Regions from separate parts of the Mus musculus genome. Here region 2 is linked to region 1. A link is a contact called in public promoter capture Hi-C data. All regions are on one chromosome and are shown on one strand. The core of a region is the stretch at or near the end of the contact, and the rest is flanking DNA. Distances in the headings are between cores, read along the strand shown. Region 1 holds the start of Shisa8 (shisa family member 8). Region 2 holds the start of Septin3 (septin 3).

Region 1 (6,270 bases), core at 2,407-4,906:
TAGAGTTTCGGGGGGGCCCCCAGGCTCCCACAGCCAGAGTTAGGCAGGGAAATGCCCATGCAAACCCCGTAGTGCAGTGATGGCCCCTGAGAGCGTCACCCTTGCCCCCCCACATGCACTCCCTCACTCACAACCAGGAGCACACTCCGACACCGCCTGCACACTTGCACGCGCACACACACTCGGCTGCCAGCCCTGGGAGCTGGGGGCGGGGCGGGTGCCCTTCAGGCAGACACTCGGCTCCTCTTGCCCGCCCCGTGGGGCTCATTGCAGATGCCAGGGGTTATTTTAAGCCTGGATCAATGGACGATTTTTTGGTGACACAGGCTTGGGAGGGAAAGAGACAGGGGGCGGATGCCCTAGAGCTTTGCTGCGCTCAGAGGCCCTGGAGTCCAGGATAATGGGGTCTCACCTTCACTGGGCTGCATTATCTCTAGATGCCCCTAGCCCAGCTCATGGCCATGTACCCGAAGTGGGAGTATCAGCTGCGTGGAGAGTCAGACCCCAGAACAAAGACAAGCAGTGTCTTTTAAGTTACTCTTCCTCTGCTGCCCATCACCCCAAGACCATGTGTCCACACAGACAGGCATCTAGAGTTTGGCACAGACCCTATAGTTTTTGGCACCTGTGGTAGTTGGCTCACCGTAGAACCCACAGAATCAGGCTAAGCTGGGGAGAGACCTGGGGATGGGGTGAGGTTTGGAATCAGTCCCTGGACCAATGGAAACACCACATAGATTTGCAGGTCAACAAGAGGTCACCCGTGGAGCAAATGCCAAGACAATAGGGGGAAGAGAAGACCCCAGAAGAGACGCAGCCACGGGAGACTCTGTACATTGGGAGATGACACAGTTCCAAAGTACGGCTCAGAGATGGGGGTGGAGGGAGGCCACCCTCAGAATCTCCCCCCCCCCCTCAACAAACACCAACGTAGCTTGGCAGAGCGACAGGAACCTACTGCACACACAGCACAGTGGTAGCAGTTGTCCCATCCTCAGGAAAGCCAGGGAAGGAAGCAGAGAAGGATGCGTCAGAAAGCACAGCTATGAAGTTCTGATTGGAGCAACAACACCCCAACTGAAAACAAGTCATGACATAGTCTGTAATGTGATGCCCTGCAATGCGTTGTCCTGGTGGGTGATGGGATTAAAGCGCTTCCTTCGTGTCTCTGTCCATCTTGTCCATCACCTCCCTTTCTGAATGACAATGTAGAAAGTCTTTTTATGGGGATAGGGTCTCCAGGACTGGATTGGGAATCACATGGGTGTGTGTGCGTGTGTCCAGGGAGGGGAAGAGGTCCTCTTTCGCCAGGGTGAACGGAGACAGCCTGGGTGGGGGTAGTTACCCTCCTCCCAGCCTTAACACACTAATACCTGACATTCCTGTCAGCTCCTCATCTCACACAACAGGACTTGATCCTCCTTAAGATGCAGATCCTTTCTCTCCCTCTCTCATACCCTCCCCGTTCCTAAGCTGATTCCAGGCTCCAGAGGAGGAGAGGTGGGAAGGAGAAGAAAGGGCCCTAGAACAGCTAAATTCCCCATCAAACAGGAGTTAGAAGTATCATTTCACGGTTCCATTCAGCAGGTATTGACAGGCACCTGAGCTGAGCTGGGGACAGAGGGCTCGACTGGAACCCTAGCCCTTGCCCTCCTGGTGTCCCCATCTGGATAGTGAGAGGTAATCTCTACCTCCTGGAAGGAATGGATTATGAATCTGTCCTTCAGAGAAAGGTCTTGATTTATTTCACTGGTTTTTGGGGGGTGGGTTGTCTTTGTTTTGTTTTTTGAGAGAACATCTCATGTGGTTCGAGCTGGTCTTGAACTCCTAATCCTCAAGTCTACAGGTATGCACGACCAGAACCAAATTGCCAGCTTTCCTTCCCTTCTTCTTCTTCCTTCCCTTCCCTTCCCTTCCCTTCCCTTCCCTTCCCTTCCCTTCCCTTCCCTTCCCTTCCCTTCCCTTCCCTTCCCTTCCCTTCATTCCTTTCTTTTTCTTTTTTTCTTTTTCTTTTTCTTCTTTTTTTGTTTTTTGTTTTTTTTTCCAAGACAGGGTTTCTCTGTGTAGCCCTGGCTGTCCTGGAACTCACACTGTAGACCAGGCTGGCCTCGAACTCAGAAATCTGCCTGCCTCTGCCTCCCAAGTGCTGGGATTAAAGGTGTTCTTTCTTTTCTTGAAACAGAATTTTCCAATAAAGACTGGGCTAGCCTGGAACTCACCGTGTAGACCTGTGGTTCTCAACCTAGGGGTTGGGTGTCGAATATCCTACATATCAGATATTTACACTACGATTCATGACAGTAGCAAGATTACAGTTATAAAGGAGCAATTAAACAATTTTATGGTGGGGGTCACCATGAGGAACTATGTCACAGGGTTGCAGCATCAGGAAGGTTGAGGACCTCTGATTTAGATTAATTTTGCCTCAAGGAATCCCCCTGCTTTGTCCTTAGTGTGTGAAAGGACACTATTTTGTTCTGTTTGCTTTTTGAGACAGGGTCTCAGCACATTGCCCTGGCTGGTCAAAGTTGTGAGCCCAAGTGGTCCTCCTTCTTCAACCTCTCCGCAAGCCTTCAGTACTGCTATGCCATTGCTGGCACCAAGAAGACCTTTTTGTTGTTGTTGGTTTTTTTTTTTTTTTTGTTTTTTTGTTTTTTTTTTTTTTCTCGAGACAGGGTTTCTCTGTATAGCCTTGGCTGTCCTGGAACTCACTTTGTAGACCAGGCTGGCCTCGAACTCAGAAATCCATCTGCCTCTGCCTCCCAAGTGCTGGGATTAAAGGTGAGTGCCACCACTGCCTGGCTCCAAGAAGACCTTTTGACCTTAACCATAGCAACTGAGGCAGGGAGAGGCAATGACTGGCATCAGGGTCATATTCTCCTTAGCAGCTCAGCGGGGGAGTGGTGGAATGGGGCATTGAGCCATGCCTCCTCATTCTTTCCCTAAGCTTGTGAAAGGACCTGGGAGTCCCAGGGAGTGAGAGTTGAGGACAGACAGGGGAGTACAACTGGCCTGGTCCCCAGGACCTGCTCAGCCTTCTATAGCAGAGGCCGCGGAGGGGAGCCGACCACTTGAGGGCTCTGGCCAGACTGTTTCCAGAACTGGGACATCCTAGGACCCCAGCCAAATGTCCAGGTTTTAGAATCAGGGCACATGCTCTGGGGCAGACCAGAGAGGGGTTGATCAAAGCTTGATTCTGCCATTTTTGTGTTGGGGGTCCTTATTGTGCCTTCCTCATTCATGTCAGGACCAGACACAGGAATGGAACATTGGGGCGTGTGTGTGTGTGTGTGTGTGTGTGTGTGTGTGTGTGTGTGTGTGTGTTTGTGAGTCCCTTCCCAGTGAATTCCAGGCTGCTTTGATCTCTATGCCTCTGTCCCCTTACTTAAAAAAGCAGGGAATCGCTCATCCAAGGTTGCCAAGATCCGAATCCCCAGATCTTAAGCTGAGCCCCCTCGAGGGCCCAATTCCGACAACAGTTTGAGGGAGGTCTTGGAGAGGGTCCCTGGTCGGGCGCGCTTGCTGCACTGACCTTACAGAACCCCTCCCTCCCGGCGCAGCGGCCGCGCTCCTCCCCCGGTTCTGCCTCCCTCCCGCCCTCCTCCCCTCGCTCCCTCCCGCCCGCCCGAGCCCGCGCCGAGCCCGCGCCGGAGCCGGAGCCGGAGCCAGAGCGCGGGCACCGCGGAGCGGGCGGCGGGAAGACAGAGGTGTCCGGCGACCCGCCGCCCGGCGCAGTCTCCAAAAGACCCAGGCCCCGCACGCCCTCCCGGGTCAGAGGGAGCTGGGGACTGTGCAGGCGAGCACTCGCCGCCCGCCTCCACCGTGCGCAGTCCGAGGTGAGCCCCGGAGGAAAACGCGCCCACCGGAGATCCAGCCCCGCGTACTCTACACCGAGCTCACTTGTGTCTGGAACCGCAGACGCACCAGGAGGCGTCGGCGGGGAGACTGCGCGGGCAGCTGGGCGACCGAGCGACCGGTCCCGGAGGGCTGGGGGAGCCTGGCAGAGCGGCCACGCGCCGAGCCATGCGCCGGGCGCAATAGCAGAAGGAGCGGGCTGCATGGAGCGCGCTGGGGCGCGGGGACAGCGCTGTGGCCGGCGCTCGCATGGGCTCCCGCTCGCACTCCGACTGGCGCTGCTGCTGGCAGGGTCGCCGTCGGGCCGCGCGGGGGCTCCCGAGGAGCAGGAGATCGCAGGGTCCGGTACCGTGGCACCGGCGGGAGGCGACCGCTGCCGCGGCTATTACGACGTGATGGGCCAGTGGGACCCGCCCTTCAACTGCAGCTCGGGCGTCTACAGCTTCTGCTGCGGCACGTGCGGCTACCGCTTCTGTTGCCACGACGGCCCGCGCCGCCTGGACCAGAGCCGCTGCTCCAACTACGACACACCGGCCTGGGTGCAGACTGGCCGGCCGCCCGCCCGCGCCCGTGACACCGCCGCCCCGCGCGACCCGGCCCGGGAGCGCAGCCACACTGCGGTCTACGCGGTGTGCGGTGTCGCCGCTCTACTCGTGCTGGTCGGCATCGGGGCGCGCCTGGGCCTGGAGAGAGCGCACAGCCCCCGCGCTCGGCGCACGGTGACCAGGTGAGTGCGCCCGCTTGCCTGCCCGCCCGTCCTGTCTTCACTGTCCCTAGCTGGCTCCAAATTTCACTGCAACTGCATCCTTCTGGACCCTCTAAATCTTTGGCCTCTCCGCAGTCCCTTTCTCTTTTTGTTTTGTTTTGTTCTTTTGGACCTCTCTCCCCCGTCTCTGCTTCACAGAGGGAGATAGATACCTGATAGCTCTCTCTCCCCTTGACCTTCCCTGCCTGTACTGGGCTCTGGATCCTCCTTGTGGCTCTAACCTCCTCTGCGGAAGACAAAAAGTCGCTGTCCAAGGAATGAGGCACGGACGATGGTCAGGAAAGCCACTGGACTGGGGCAGTTTTAAGGTGGTCGTGGGCTTAGCGAAGGGAGAGGATGCTTGCCGGGTTCCCTTGCTGCATCTCCCTCTCCCGCCCTCCTCCCACCTCCATCCATTTCCCCAACCCAGTGTGACTCAAACCTGACCTTCATTCCTTGGAATTTCAGAAGCATCCCCTCCCCAGTAAAACCCCGCCCCCCCGCAAAGGTTCCCCCCCCCCCCGCAAAGGTCTGGCTTTCCAGCTGCTCAGAATGGGAGTGTGGAGGGATGTAGACCTGTGTTTTAGAGACCTGCCAGATGCTGGCTAAGTTTTGAGTTTATTTTGACTTGTCAGCCGAATGGGAACGCTGGGAGCTGAAATTCTGTCCTGACCATGGCTGGATCTCTTCCACTTAGGCCCCCCAGCAAATCCCCTGCCCTGTTTGTGCTCTCCCTTCCTTTCCACCCAGGTCCCAGCCCCACTGGGCATGTAGACTGTTGGCACCACATGCAACAGGCAGCAAGTGGGAGTTATAATAAAGAGCTGCCCCTTCTCCCCCTCCCCCACCATACACATGTGGTGGACCAGATGTGCACAGGGGCAGATCATGAGAGTAGTTGCCCCCAGACCACTTAGCCCATCCCTTCCAGACACCTGGAGGGCAGAGAGGGTGATGAGCTGTCCCCATAGACAACCCAGCCGTCAGCCCAGCTGCCTGCAGTACCCAGGACCCATGATTTTCTCCCACTTGGCCTGACCCTCCTGGTGGGGCTGAGTTATGGCTGATTAACGAAGAGGCACACTGAAAGACACCTGAGGTGGCCAAGGATCAGCTGCAAGGCGTCTGCAGGTTGCCTAAGATGACCTCGCCTTTCCCACTCCTCAGCCGCTTGTGCCAATTATCCCACCACCTATCCCACCACCAGGCACTTTGTGTTTCTTTGAAGCCACTGGATTGCAGCGGGAATTAGCAGGGGCTTCTGAATGCTGCAGGGGCAGAAACTCAGCCTCTGAATGTGGGAATCTCTCTTCCAGGACAAAGGTGGACAGTGGGGAGGCCAGAGAGATAGTGGGAGCCAGAGACCCACTGTAGTATAGGGGTGGCTGGGCCAGTCTATAGCTGACTTGTTCATCTGCAAAGCTCCACCTGCAAGCCCAGGTTTGGTTGTGTGCTCACAACCATGTGCTTTGACTCTCTTCTCTGGGCTCCTGGGCAGTGTGTTCTGAATCCCCTGCCCACGTTTCTCTCTCATTCAGCCATGCTGATTCTGACAGCTAGGGAAGGATGGCTAGAGGGGTTGGAGCGGACTGGAGTCGGGCCTTGGAGAATCCGTGCAAAGGCCCAGAGGCTCGAGGCTCCTTCCTTTCCTACACAGAACTGACTTATCA
Region 2 (6,441 bases), core at 312-2,811, 56 kb before region 1:
GGGGGGGGGGGGAGGGCAGGGGAGAGGCGGGGGAGGTGAGGGCTGCCAGTAGAGAGTGGTATCGCATCCGTCTCTCTGAAGTTTGGAACAGGAGAAGCAGGATGCAAGGGGGCTCTTGTTCTGCCTTAAGGGATGGCTTTAGCCTATCATCTCTGGCCATGTATTTCTCTCAACTGTCCAGCCTCTCTGCCTCTTCTCCATTAGGCATATCCCTGCCGCCCTGACCTCTCTTGCCCACTGTTCCCACCACATGCACCTGGGCACACCGTGTTCACCCTTCGCTTAGCCACAGACCCAAGGACCAGAACTCCTGAGGTCACCTTGTTCTTGTGTCACTAGATCCTTGCCTCCTCAGTGAGCCCCGTGTCCTGTGAACACCTTGGTTCTACCCTCCCCACATACCCACACACACACACACACACACACACACACACAAACAGGCAGGCACACCTACCTGGATCAGAAGACAGAAAAGAAGCCGGTGGTTTTCAGTCAAGGAAGCTGACCTCTTGCAGACCCCACCCACTCCTCTGCACCCAGAGGCTAGCCATGTGGCCGGGCTCAGAGACCTCTCTTCTCTGGGTCCTCTCTTGAGCTTTCACTAAGCCTCCTGATCATAGTCCACTAGCTGAGGGCCCAGTTCTCCCCTGACCTGTCCCTCTCGCTGGACTGGGCTCCGGGCAGGGAGGCTCTGGCCTCTTGAGAGTGGGTGGCAGTGAATGGCTGCTCTGAGTCTCTGGAATCCTACAGAGCTATGGGCGTCAGCCAGCTGAGCTGCCCTATACGCGCAGAGCCACCTAGGGAGGGGATGGCACATAACCCATGTGTCCTTGTCTCCAAGACTGGACCCTTGAGAAGTGTCACCAGTAAGAGAGAACTGAGCTACTCCAACGGTGATGTCCCTGTTTGTCTCATGCCCTCCCACTTTCCCTCTGCAACCACCTAAGACTTTGCTGACCCCAGGGCCATCTGTGTCCATGCTCCTGCGGTTGTGCTTCATGTTGGGATTTCTGTGTATACAACTGTACCCTTCAAATCCATTCTCTGAGACCCATCCTGCTTCAGACAGATCCTCTGCTAAGTAAGACTCGGGGTATGAAGCTAGCCAGCCCCGGGCCAGACCTCAAAGAAATCCACAGACCTACCCCAGCTGTCTCTGGTGAGGCAGATCCTCAGCAGCCTGTGGCCACTGGGCTAAGAACCTTTTCCTGGGTTCCCCAGCACCAGGCTGCTCTGTCACATGATAGTATGAGAAGGACCGTGGTGGGAAGAGACGCCATTGGCTGGGTACTTACTCTGTGCCAGGGACTGAGCCAGGCTGGAGAAACTCAGAGTCTTCTGCCAAAGCCAGGCCCGTAAGCAGATGGGCACAGCATCTCAGCCACAGAGTGCAGGCCACAGACGTGCCCTAAACACTCACTCTGAGCCAGGAGCCAAGCCCAACGTTCTCTTGGCATGTCCTCGACCCATCATCTTGCCACTTCCTTTCTGCCATACCCCACAACACTGGGGGCTCTGGCCTGCTTTCCTGTGAGCTGCTCGCCTTGGCGAGTGAGCTTCTGGCCGGCCAATAGAACTTTCTGTGATAATGGAAATGTTCTATGTGTCCACTGTCCAATAAAATAGCCACCAGCCACAGGCGGCTCCCGAGCACTTACCACTATTCTATGATGACCAAGGACCTGGATTTTTTTTTTCAATTTTATTTCATTTGAATGTCCATCTACCATATTGGACAGCAAAGTCCTGAAAGACGCAGATCTTATCCTTCTCTGGGTCCCAGGGCCTAACAAGAATCACTCAGCATGTTTCTCACAGTGACTGAATGATGAACGTGTGGGCCCAGGATCCTCTTCTCTTCTCATCCCATTCTCATCCCTCTGAGCCTTAGGTTGCCATAGCTGGCTATGCCCTGGTTACCAGGCAACCTGCAAGCAATCACAGTGGAGGGGGAGGGGCGCTGTCTGAGTTCTTTCCCCTCCCTACATGTTTTGAGGCCCTGAGAAAAGAAAGAGGTGGCAAAATCAGCCTGGACACCCTGGGGAGCCGGCTCTGTAGGGCCTACACTGCCTTATTACCTCCTGGAGATCAAGCAGCTGGGTGGGGCTGAAGTCAGGGGCCCTGGGTTCTCCTTGCCTGACCACTCATTATAAGACTCCTGTCCAATAGGCCAGGAGGTGGTGGCACACACTTTTAATCCCAGCACTAGGAGGTAGAGGCCGGTATCAGTAAGTTCCAGAACAGCCAGGGCTTTACACAGAAATCCTGTCCCGGAAAAAAACAAGCAAACAAAAAAACCAAACCTAACAACAATAACAAAACCCTCCTAGTTCTCAGCTGTCTTCTCAGTTAGAGATTAGATGCCCTGAAGTGATTTCTTCCAGCCTGAAGATCTAGAATCCACCCCGCCTCCCTCCTTTCAGAGCAAGACCCGCGTCCCATCCATCTCTGTCTTTCGCCTGCTGGTCTGCCTCCTTTCCCTCCAGGGTTGACTGACCATCTCTGAGCAAACCTCTTGTCATTTTTTCTATCTGCAGCCGCTGTAGCCGAGACATTTGTACTCAGCGTCATGTATATAGGTATAGAATACAGTCCTATACATCGAGTACTTACTGAGAATAATTCAAAGGAATTGATCCATTTTGCCTGGGGATTGGTATAGTGACAGAGCTCCCGGCTGACGTGCATAAAACTCTGAGTTCAGTCCCCAGAGCCACAGAAACAACAAAACAGAATAACACCAAATAGATAACATTAATTTGAAAAAAAGAAATTTATTTTAAAATAATTCTTTGGTACACGTAAAAGTTTACCATTTGTTAAAGACAAAGGCAAATTTGCATATTAATGAGGTAGAGATGTTCGTTTGTTTTTATGAAACTAAATCTTAGCTGTTTCAGTGGGTTTTTTCCTAGAACTGATGGATATTTTGATTGTATCATTGGCAATGCTCAGACTGCCATTTTGCATAAATTAAAATAATAGCAAATGGCCTGTATTCAGAAATTGTTAGAAATGTGTTACCCTACTCCCAAGTCAGATCTCCCTTAGTCTTCTTCTGAAACTCCAGACAGCAGCTGAAGCAGATGTTTTTGTTTTAGATGGGGTCTTACATATACCAAGTTGGCCCTAAACTTCCAAAAATGACCTTGAACTGGTGTCCTCGGGCCTCCAGTGATGGTGGCTGCGATTACGGGCGGGCTCTGCCACACCTGGTTTATGCACAGCCATGGACTGAGCTAAGTTTCTACTTAGCCAATAAGGAGCAACTGGAGGAAAATGCTGACTTCGTTTTCCATCATGTTTCTACATTAGCAGCAAAGACATTGCAATTTACAATGTACCATAGCGTCTGTGAGCTTTTAGGTGGTATTCCTCGGCAGTGTATGGCATGCGTCGGTCAAAGTGTGCACATCGAACGTTCAATACTAACACACAAGAGTTGGCAGAAACAGCCCAGATTCATTTTGAGTTCGATGATTCAGGGTTGTTGTGCATTCAGAAACCTTTTGCTGCTGGGCGGTGGTGGCGCACGCCTTTAATCCCAGCGCTCGGGAGGCAGAGACAGCCGGATTTCTGAGTTCGAGGCCAGCCTGGTCTACAAAGTGAGTTCCAGGACAGCCAGGGCTATACACAGAAACACTATCAAGAAAGAAAAGAAAAGAAAAAGAAAGCTTTTGCTGTTGCCCAGTTTTCTCCACTCCCACATTTATTTTCTGGTGGCCACCCACAGTTTCCAAACGTGGGGCTTAGCAGAGTTGGTTGCCGCAGCCCCACCTCAATTACAAACTTGGGTCCAGCTGCCCTCTAGTGGCCAGAAATGGTACTGTGCACCTGTGCATTTTCCCACCAAACACTGAGACGCTTTCAAGGGTCCTCCAAAAACAGACACCTTCACTCCAATCTTTACGGTGGCCCCCCTGACAAAGAGTGCGTGCTATGATACCTCTCAAACTTGTGTGTTCTGCAGCCACGTGAATTGGAACATCTCTTTGTCTTTCTGGGCCCCACATTGTTCTATAATAGGGGTAGGCTTAGATAGCATGGGTGACAAACTTCCAAAACCCTAGAGGCCGTGACACTAAGAACTAGTTTCTCATTCATGGCTCCTGTCCACAACACCATGAACCAACTATGTCCCACGTCACCTTTGCTCTAGGGCCCTCCAGGTCATTATTGCCAGGGGTTGTGACAAACTGCAGATTAATGAATCCCCTTGCCAGCCACTAATGGCTTTGATTTAATTAGAACTCATTGGCCAGAACAAGCTGGATGAGCCGCCCATTACTAGAAGGCAGGAAGGTAAACTTCTATGGCACACTGAGAGCTGAGGAGCCAGGACTGTTTGGTAAGCAGTGGTATGGACACATTTCAGGCTGAGAGTGACCTCGGGGAGCCTCAAGTCTCGCCCAGCGCTGTTACTGTACACTGCCCTCACTCTATGGGAGCTATGAAAACCGATGACTCTGGAGGTAGGCAGCTTGGTGGTGGATGGTGTGCCTAACATGTAGAGGATGCTGAATTCAGCCATAAACATACAGATCTACAAACACACACACATGCACAAACACATATATGCACACACACAAGCATACACACACACGTTTGCACACACACAGTTGCAGCCTTAAAATTTCTATTTTCAGGCTGGAGAGATGGCTCAGCGGTTAAGATCACCGACTGCTCTTCCAGAGGTCAACTCCTGGCAACCACATGGTGGCTCACAACCATCTGTAATGAGATCTGATGCCCTCTTCTGGTGTGTCTGGAGAGAGCAATGGTGTACTCATATACATAAAATAAATCTTTTTTTTTTTTAATCTATTTGCTTGTCTATTTACCCCCATGGTTTCTTTCGATTGCCAAAAACCTGTGGGAAGCTACTCAAAGCCACAAAACCAGAGAGGGTCTTGCCAGAGTCACACAGAGTCCAAAGCATGGGCTAGGCTCTCAGATCTCCATACTTTAACTCCGGGTGGGCGAGAGGGAGAAGGTCTGCCTACCTAAGTCCCCCGGAAAGATTGTTAACCCAGATTGTGACCACCATGTGTACCTGCTCATGTACGTGCACATATGTGTATGTTGTGCATGCATGGATATCTGCCTGCATACAGAGGTCAGAAGTCAATGCTTGGTGTCTTCCTCACTCTCCCTCTTGTTTTCTGAGAGAATCTCTTAATAAACATGGAACGCATTGATTTAGCTAGGGTGCCTGCGCAATGAACTCCAGGGACCCTCCCGTCTCTGCCTCCGTCCTACCGAGGGTACAGGTACACTTGACTTTTATGTGGGTGTTGGGAAGCCAGCTCATGCTTATGCTGCAAGCATTTCACCTATGGAGTATTTTCCCAGCCATTGTTCTCTTGTTTCTTTGTTGTGGTTTTTGAGACAGGGTTTCTCTAAGTAGCCCTGGCTGTCCTGGAACTCAATTCCTCTGATTCAGAAAATCCACTTGCCTCTGCCTCCTGAGTGCTGGGATCAAAGGTGTGCGTCACCACACCCATGAGGTACTCCTGGTGGCCACTTTTCAAGGGCGCTGAAAGCCTCCACACTTCCCTCTAAGCTACTCTTTTGGCCTCTATTAGCCTTGGAGCTCGGGCAGGAGAACAGCGGGGGAGGAACAGAGAGAAGCCTGTCCTGCCCTCTCAGCTGGAATTCGAACACTGCAGCCGTTCCCACTCAGGACCCTGCACACGCTAATTCCCTGTCCTCTGGCTCTGGGCTGAGCACAGACACACCCACTCTGGCAAGCCCTGCCAGCCCCTGGGACTCCACAAAATCTCCTAAAGCAGCTGAAAAAAAAATCCCCTGCAATCTCGGTTTCCAGGGTTCCCTGCCAAAACCAGGCTACTGGCCGCCATGCTGAGACACTTCTCCATGGCACGTCAAAAAATCACACACAAACCAGGGCAGGAATAAGTTGCCGATGGGGTCAGAAGGAAGTGGTAACTACAAGCTCATCGGGTTTTCTCCTAGGTCTAAACTGCCTCGAAAAGCTGCCTTCCAGCCAGGTGAGTGGCACAGGCTAATCCTAACCCTTGGGAGGCAGAGGCAGCTAAATCTCTTGAGTTCAAGGCCAGCCTGGTCTACAGACGGAGTTCCAGAACAGTCAGAGATACACAGAGAAACCCTGTCTTGGAAAAAGAACAACACCCACAAAGGGGGGTTGAGGGGGTGGAGGGGCAGAAGAAAAGATGGAAGGAAGGAAAGAAGGGAGGGAAGGAGGAGGAAGGAAGGAAGGAAGGAAGGAAGGAAGGAAGGAAGGAAGGAAGGAAGGAAGGAAAAGCCACGCTCCAATCCCCCGCTACCAGTCACAACTGTATTCCATGCTCTGGCCTCGTGACACAACCCAGTTCTCAGTAGGTACCCTAGGGACATCACAGCTTTTCCTGGCATATTCCTCTTCCCTTACACGGAAAACTCTTATGCAACCTTCCAAAC

Evidence for each region. Capture Hi-C pulls out chosen DNA fragments and counts their contacts.
Region 2: a contact with region 1 is called in a promoter capture Hi-C map of adipose tissue. The contact joins the promoter of Septin3 here to the promoter of Shisa8 in region 1. A contact is called at or near these places in 1 of 39 promoter capture datasets (the SN4741 cell line), 2 of 484 Hi-C or Micro-C datasets (embryonic stem cells and pre-B cells), 2 of 115 datasets of contacts at active chromatin or transcription factors (embryonic stem cells and pancreatic cancer cells) and 3 of 9 other capture datasets (adipose tissue, liver and pancreatic islet).

Annotation. Positions count from the first base shown.
Region 1 is chr15:82,210,201-82,216,470 of GRCm38.p6, reverse strand. It overlaps Shisa8 (shisa family member 8), which reads left to right and starts at 3,656. Exons shown (of 4, transcript NM_001207021.1): 1 at 3,656-4,582. The coding sequence starts at 4,059.
Region 2 is chr15:82,263,922-82,270,362 of GRCm38.p6, reverse strand. Septin3 (septin 3) reads right to left here and starts at 1,561. Exons shown (of 12, transcript NM_001368785.1): 1 at 1,296-1,561. Gm52180 (a long non-coding RNA gene) reads left to right here. Exons shown (of 3, transcript XR_003951511.1): 3 at 4,647-4,824.